Regions from separate parts of the Hordeum vulgare genome. Here region 1 is linked to region 2. The links are chromatin contacts, called in public Hi-C maps. All regions are on one chromosome and are shown on one strand. The core of a region is the stretch at or near the end of the contact, and the rest is flanking DNA. Distances in the headings are between cores, read along the strand shown. Region 1 overlaps LOC123444007 (ubiquitin-conjugating enzyme E2 5A). Region 2 holds the start of LOC123440053 (pathogenesis-related genes transcriptional activator PTI6-like).

Region 1 (2,700 bases), core at 160-2,659, 360 kb before region 2:
GTGTGGTGGCCGGGTGGCTCGGGTCGTCTTGTTGGCGACTTCTGCCGAGCTCGAAGCCGAGGGGAGCGGTGCGCGTGTGGAGAGTAGGGCGGCGTGGAGGTATCGCGAGGCCTGCTCGCCGACACCCGGGGGTAGTGCGTGTTTCCCTCCGCGGCGGATATGGCCAGCGCATTGGATCCAGGCCAGCGGCTGGCTGTGGCCTGTGGGCGTAGGGAGCTTCGGTCCAGTGCGTCCGCGTGGTGGTCGCGCCGTCGCCAGGCCGGTGGCCAGCCCCCCTGCCGATCCAGGCCAGCGCCGGCGACTCGCGAAGTTCCCGTGAATCGCGGGCCAGTTACAGCGGCGTAGGAGAGGGGAGCGAGCGACCGAGCCTGTTCGGTCCACGTCGCGCTCGTGTACGCCACCGTGTTACCTGACATGCGGGCTAGATCTGTCAAATACGTGGTCAATACGCGTTTATACGCCTGTCAGCCCGTTTCGCAACAATTAGTCTGTGAAGTGGTACTGACGTGCAAAACTTTTGATTAGTGGTACCTATCCGCCACGACGTGCCCAAGTGTGGTACTGCCTTGCAATTATCTCGAAATATTTGCGGGGTACTCTCTCTCTCCCCTCCCTCTCCTGCTCCCTCCCTCCTCCCTCCCTCTCTCTCTCTTGTTTATAACCACAGAATTGCGAGTGTACAAGCTCTATGGTTACTGATGATCTAATGCAAGCTTAAAAGTTTCAGTCCGGAAGTTTACTTGCCATACTGAATATCATCCATATAGCTTTACAAAAAAAGAAATGCAAATCATCGACAGAGTATGCATGAATCCTCTTCGTTATGCAACATGCAGGTGGCATTCCGCACCAAGGTGTTCCATCCAAACATCAACAGCAACGGGAGCATTTGCCTCGACATCCTCAAGGACCAATGGAGCCCCGCTCTGACTATTTCCAAGGTTTGCTACTTTCCTCTCCCTCACTTGGTTCTTCACAGTGGAGTTGAGCTCATCTGCTACTCTGTGGGGTTACATTACACAGGTGCTGCTGTCCATCTGCTCCCTGCTGTGTGACCCAAACCCTGATGATCCTCTGGTTCCTGAGATCGCGCACATGTACAAGACGGACCGGCACAAGTACGAGAGCACCGCCAGGACCTGGACGCAGAGGTATGCCATGTAATGTAAGACGGCGGACGGGTCGCCGGAGTCGGTCTTGTTTGTAACATTCTCGATCTGTGCGTGTGTATGTGCCTGTCAAAACTGGCTGCACTCGTTGCTCAATTTGTGTCACTTGGCGCAGTGACTTGGATCATCGAACCGGTGTTGCATATTTTGGATTCAGATAAATGTCACCACCTGCCGCCATGTGGGTGCTTGCAATGTGCTTTAAATTGCTTACACGTTGCGTGCTTTGGCGGGCATCGCCTGTTTGCCAAACATCCGTACCGTGCTGGTAGTACTGGTCTGATCATGCGCAGGGGTTCTCTCAGGTCAGGTGGCGTCAAAATGATCGATTAGGGTGTAGTGGTACTAAATTTGAGAATGGTTTCATACTTGAACCATACTCATTCATTTATTTTTCAAAACCATACCCATTTAGTGTCATTTTTAGCTTAACCAAAATCAAACCCACTATTTTTTCCACCCAAACCAATTTAAACCAAAAACATAACCATGGGTTTAAACCCAGTACATAACCATGGGTTTGCTTTAATGTACACATGATTGCACAAATTGGCATGTTAAGAAACAAATAAGATAGAAAAGGCATAAGTGCATCTAGTTTAAAAACAAAGTAATCCTTAAGATACAGTTAACACACAGTAAGAGACAAAAAGAACATGCCCATGGCTAATAAGCTCACTAACAAGTGTATTAAAACCAAATTGCTTAGCGAAAGCACAAGAAAACACTTTTGATTTTCATCTGTTGTTTCCCCATAATACATAATTACATAGTGCATTACAGTATGCACGCGGATCAAAGATACTCATTCTCGGTCGTAGTTGAATATTGCATATAACCAATGTCTAGAAACCGGTTTGGACCCATAGTTTATAACCGCTAATAACCAAACCGTTTAAACCCATAACCAACTATACCCAAACTGGTTTCTCCACATACCCAAATCAAAACCAAACTAAAAAAATCTCAGCCCAATAAAACTTGAACCAATCAAACCCAAAGTAAAAACCGAACTGTTACACCCGGTTTTTTAATAACCATTCTCACGTTTAAGTGGTACTAATAATGACGCCAGTAGCGGCTTGATGGGTATGAATACGATGCTTTGGGCAGATGAAATCACTGTTTTGACATTATCAACAAAGTATAGCACAAAATAAACTCTGCTTGAAACTATTTCACAATCTGACTTTTTGGCAACGTCACAGATCATGGCGTTTCTTCTCCACATAGAAAAGTCGAGCTAGTTTGTGTTGTTGTTTCACATGAAAACGTCGAGGTAGCTTGCGTTGCAGCCCACATGGAAATGCCAAGGGCTTTGACGTTTCTACCTTGTCCAGCAATGCCATGAGCTTTGGCGTTTTCATGCTTTGTCGCCTGTCGGCCGAAATCATTGTTGTGCTGATCGAGTTGCTTACGTATGGGGGCGGAGACGTCAAAGACCCTGACGTTTCTAGAAATGCAATGTGGGTCGGCGTTTCTGGCCTGTCGCGTCAGCGAGCGACGCGCGCAAAAACGTGGCCAGCCTTGG
Region 2 (2,700 bases), core at 72-2,571:
GATTGTGCGTATTGAGGCTGTCCTTGGTTAGACTTGATAAATGGCTCTCCGTCCTCCGGGTCAGAGGCTCCCTGACGCCGGTGCTCCGCCCGACGATTTGACCGGAGTTTCCTTTCCGTCCACGACCGACCGCCATCACGTGCCGCCCCACCTCCCGCCTCCCGCAATCCGATGCCTGCACTCGCGCCACGCCTCGGCCCACCACGCCTCGGCCCGCCATTGGCTCATCCCTACCCTGCGGCAGTGGCCCCGTGCCATCCTCCATCCCCACTGCGCCCCGCGTGAGTGCGAGCGACCGGCACTGCCCGGCGGCCCCGCCCGCTCAGGGATCACGCTCGCGCGGAGCCGACCTCCGTACGGCGGCCAAAAAATATATGACGACGGGGACGCAACCGCACTCGAGTCGGAGATCGGAAGGAATGGGGCGATTGGGTCGGGGCACACACGCACCGCCACCGCGCGCGGCTCATCGATGCTTGCTTGACTTGGTGAACCAGAGCCACAACCAGTGGCAGTGAGGAGAGTGTCGACGACGAATCGGCCGTCAACACCACCACCACTACGCCCAAGGAACCGGGAAGCGTCGACCAACGCGAGCAGTGGCAGGAGCAGCACGTCATGCCTTCATGACATCGCTCCTCCTATATTCAGTCAGCAAAACAGTGCAGCTGCGTGACCCGAAGCTGACAGATGAATGAAGGAGTAGGAGAGCAATTGCTAGGGAAACCACATCTTCCTGAAAGAGGCACGCACGACCTCCATTGAAGGGAGGACAGGATGGCGCAAACCGCGCTCACGGCGTCACAGTTGGAGCAGACCAGCCCGCACTGTGGCACAGCTTACGAGTTACCCAGGCCGCCCATGCCCGTTACGCATCGGGCCCGTAGAGTGGTTCTTCTCCCCTTGCTCTGCAGCCAGAAGCAGCGACCACGGCACCAGTTACCCACAGTGCCAAACAAACACGGGAGCAGTTTTGCAGGCGCCGCGCACAGTTTACAGCTACGAGTAAAATGGACGGAGGCGAAGGGAGGAGGCGTCGTCCTCGGGGTCGGGTAATTAAACTAGTGGCGCGGGATTTGAAATGGAACCTACCCCGTAAACCAATGGCATCGCATTGCAAGTGGCGGTAAATGCGGCTGGGGGAGGGAGAGGTTAAACCTGCATGCAGGCTTTAATTACGGCCGGCGAGGCGTTCGGACTTGGGAGTTAAAAACGCTTTCGCTGCGGAATCGGGCGTGGGCTCAAGCAGAGGCTGTCGGGTCGGGCGATCCTATAAGACGGCGCTAACGAACCCCAGTCCACTCTCCCAAAAACCTCCCCAAACCCCCAAAACTCCCATCCCATCCCCATCCCCATCCCATCACCGTTTCCCAGCTCAGCTAGTACGAGTAGTATCTACTCCTGCTTCCAAGGCCACTCTGCTCATTCTCTTCTTCTCCACTCCCGTCCTTGTTGCTCGCGCTTCCCTTGTTGCGCTCCACGCCCTTGTGTTCCTCTCTCTCGTCGACTCAAAACTTCACAGACTTCCAAAACCGTTATTATCCCGGCGCCTCGCTGCAGGCAGAGGACGGACGTAGGAGTAGTACGCGCGGCTTTATTAGTTATTACTGCTGCTGCCTTGAGCTCTCGCAGTTGCTGCTGCTGTTACATTTCTGCTCGCCTTTTTTAAAATAAAACAAGGTAAAGAGTACATAGGAGGAGGAGGCCATCTTTATTGCCTTCCCCTGCCGCGTCTGCTCCCATCGTCACTCCGTCCTCCTCCCTGCCGTCCCTTTGCTCTTTATTCTCCTGCTGATCCGCGCGCAGAGCAGGAGCGAGCGATCGATCCGCCCGTTCAATCCGCTCGGTCGGTTAAGGCTGCAGCCTCCTTTCCTGCTGGGGCCTGGGTGCTCGTTTTGGGCTTTCTAACTGCGTCTTCAAAGGGGTTTTGGCCGGCATCAAACTCTCCTCTGTGTGGTGCTACTCGGCGGTGGTGGAGAAGAAGAAGGCCTGTCTCTTTTGGTTGGCGCGTGCCATGTCGCGGTCGCGCACGGTGCGAATCTACTGGGACGATCCCGACGTGACGGACTCGTCCAGCGAGGAGGAGGACGAGGAGGGCTGCGCCGCTCGGAGGGTGGGAAGGATGGTGCGGGAGCTTCCGCCGGCCCCGACGCCGCTGGTGCAGGCGGCGGCTACTTCGCCGGAGCAGTGCAGCCCGGGAGACGACGACCTGCCGAGGCGTGTTGGTGGGTACACCGGTGCGCGGAAGAGGCTGGCCAAGGGCGGCGGCGGCGGCTCTGCTGCGCAGAGCACCAAGTTCCGCGGCGTCAGGCGGCGGCCGTGGGGCAAGTTCGCGGCGGAGATCCGCGATCCGTGGCGCGGCGTGCGCGTCTGGCTCGGCACTTTCGACACCGCCGAGGAGGCCGCGCGCGTGTACGATTCTGCGGCCATTCAGCTCCGTGGCGCCACCGCAACGACCAACTTCTCCACGTCCACGAATTCGGAGGGCGCCCAGGAGGAGGACCTGACGGCGGCCGGTTACGAGTCCGGCGCCGAGTCCTCGCAGGCGGTGTCGTCCCCGACCTCCGTGCTCCGCAAGGTCCCGTCGATGTCGTCCTTGGCGGGGGACAGGGCCGACTCCGATGCCTGCCAAGGCGAGGCCGCCGCTGGCAGCAGCCTCAGCGTTCCGGAGGAGCTGGGCGAGTTCGTGCCGTTCGAGGA

The links. A called contact is a pair of places that touch in the nucleus more often than the background predicts.
Region 1: a contact with region 2 is called in a Hi-C map of leaf, with 6 times the contacts expected there. The contact joins the enhancer-like site here to the promoter of LOC123440053 in region 2. A contact is called at or near these places in 3 of 6 Hi-C or Micro-C datasets (all in leaf) and 1 of 1 datasets of contacts at active chromatin or transcription factors (embryo).

The regions. Positions count from the first base shown.
Region 1 is chr3H:407,185,705-407,188,404 of MorexV3_pseudomolecules_assembly, reverse strand. It overlaps LOC123444007 (ubiquitin-conjugating enzyme E2 5A), which reads left to right. Exons shown (of 5, transcript XM_045120603.1): 4 at 837-941; 5 at 1,024-1,375. The coding sequence ends at 1,164. Among protein-coding and RNA genes, the nearest start is that of LOC123444007, 15 kb to the left of the region's middle. Within about 2 kb of position 1,409, at least 2 of the 3 cell types and tissues checked have open chromatin away from gene starts, as enhancers often do. A contact at or near this core is called in leaf, where this site is marked.
Region 2 is chr3H:406,822,360-406,825,059 of MorexV3_pseudomolecules_assembly, reverse strand. LOC123440053 (pathogenesis-related genes transcriptional activator PTI6-like) reads left to right here and starts at 1,321. Exons shown (of 1, transcript XM_045116646.1): 1 at 1,321-2,700. The coding sequence starts at 2,015.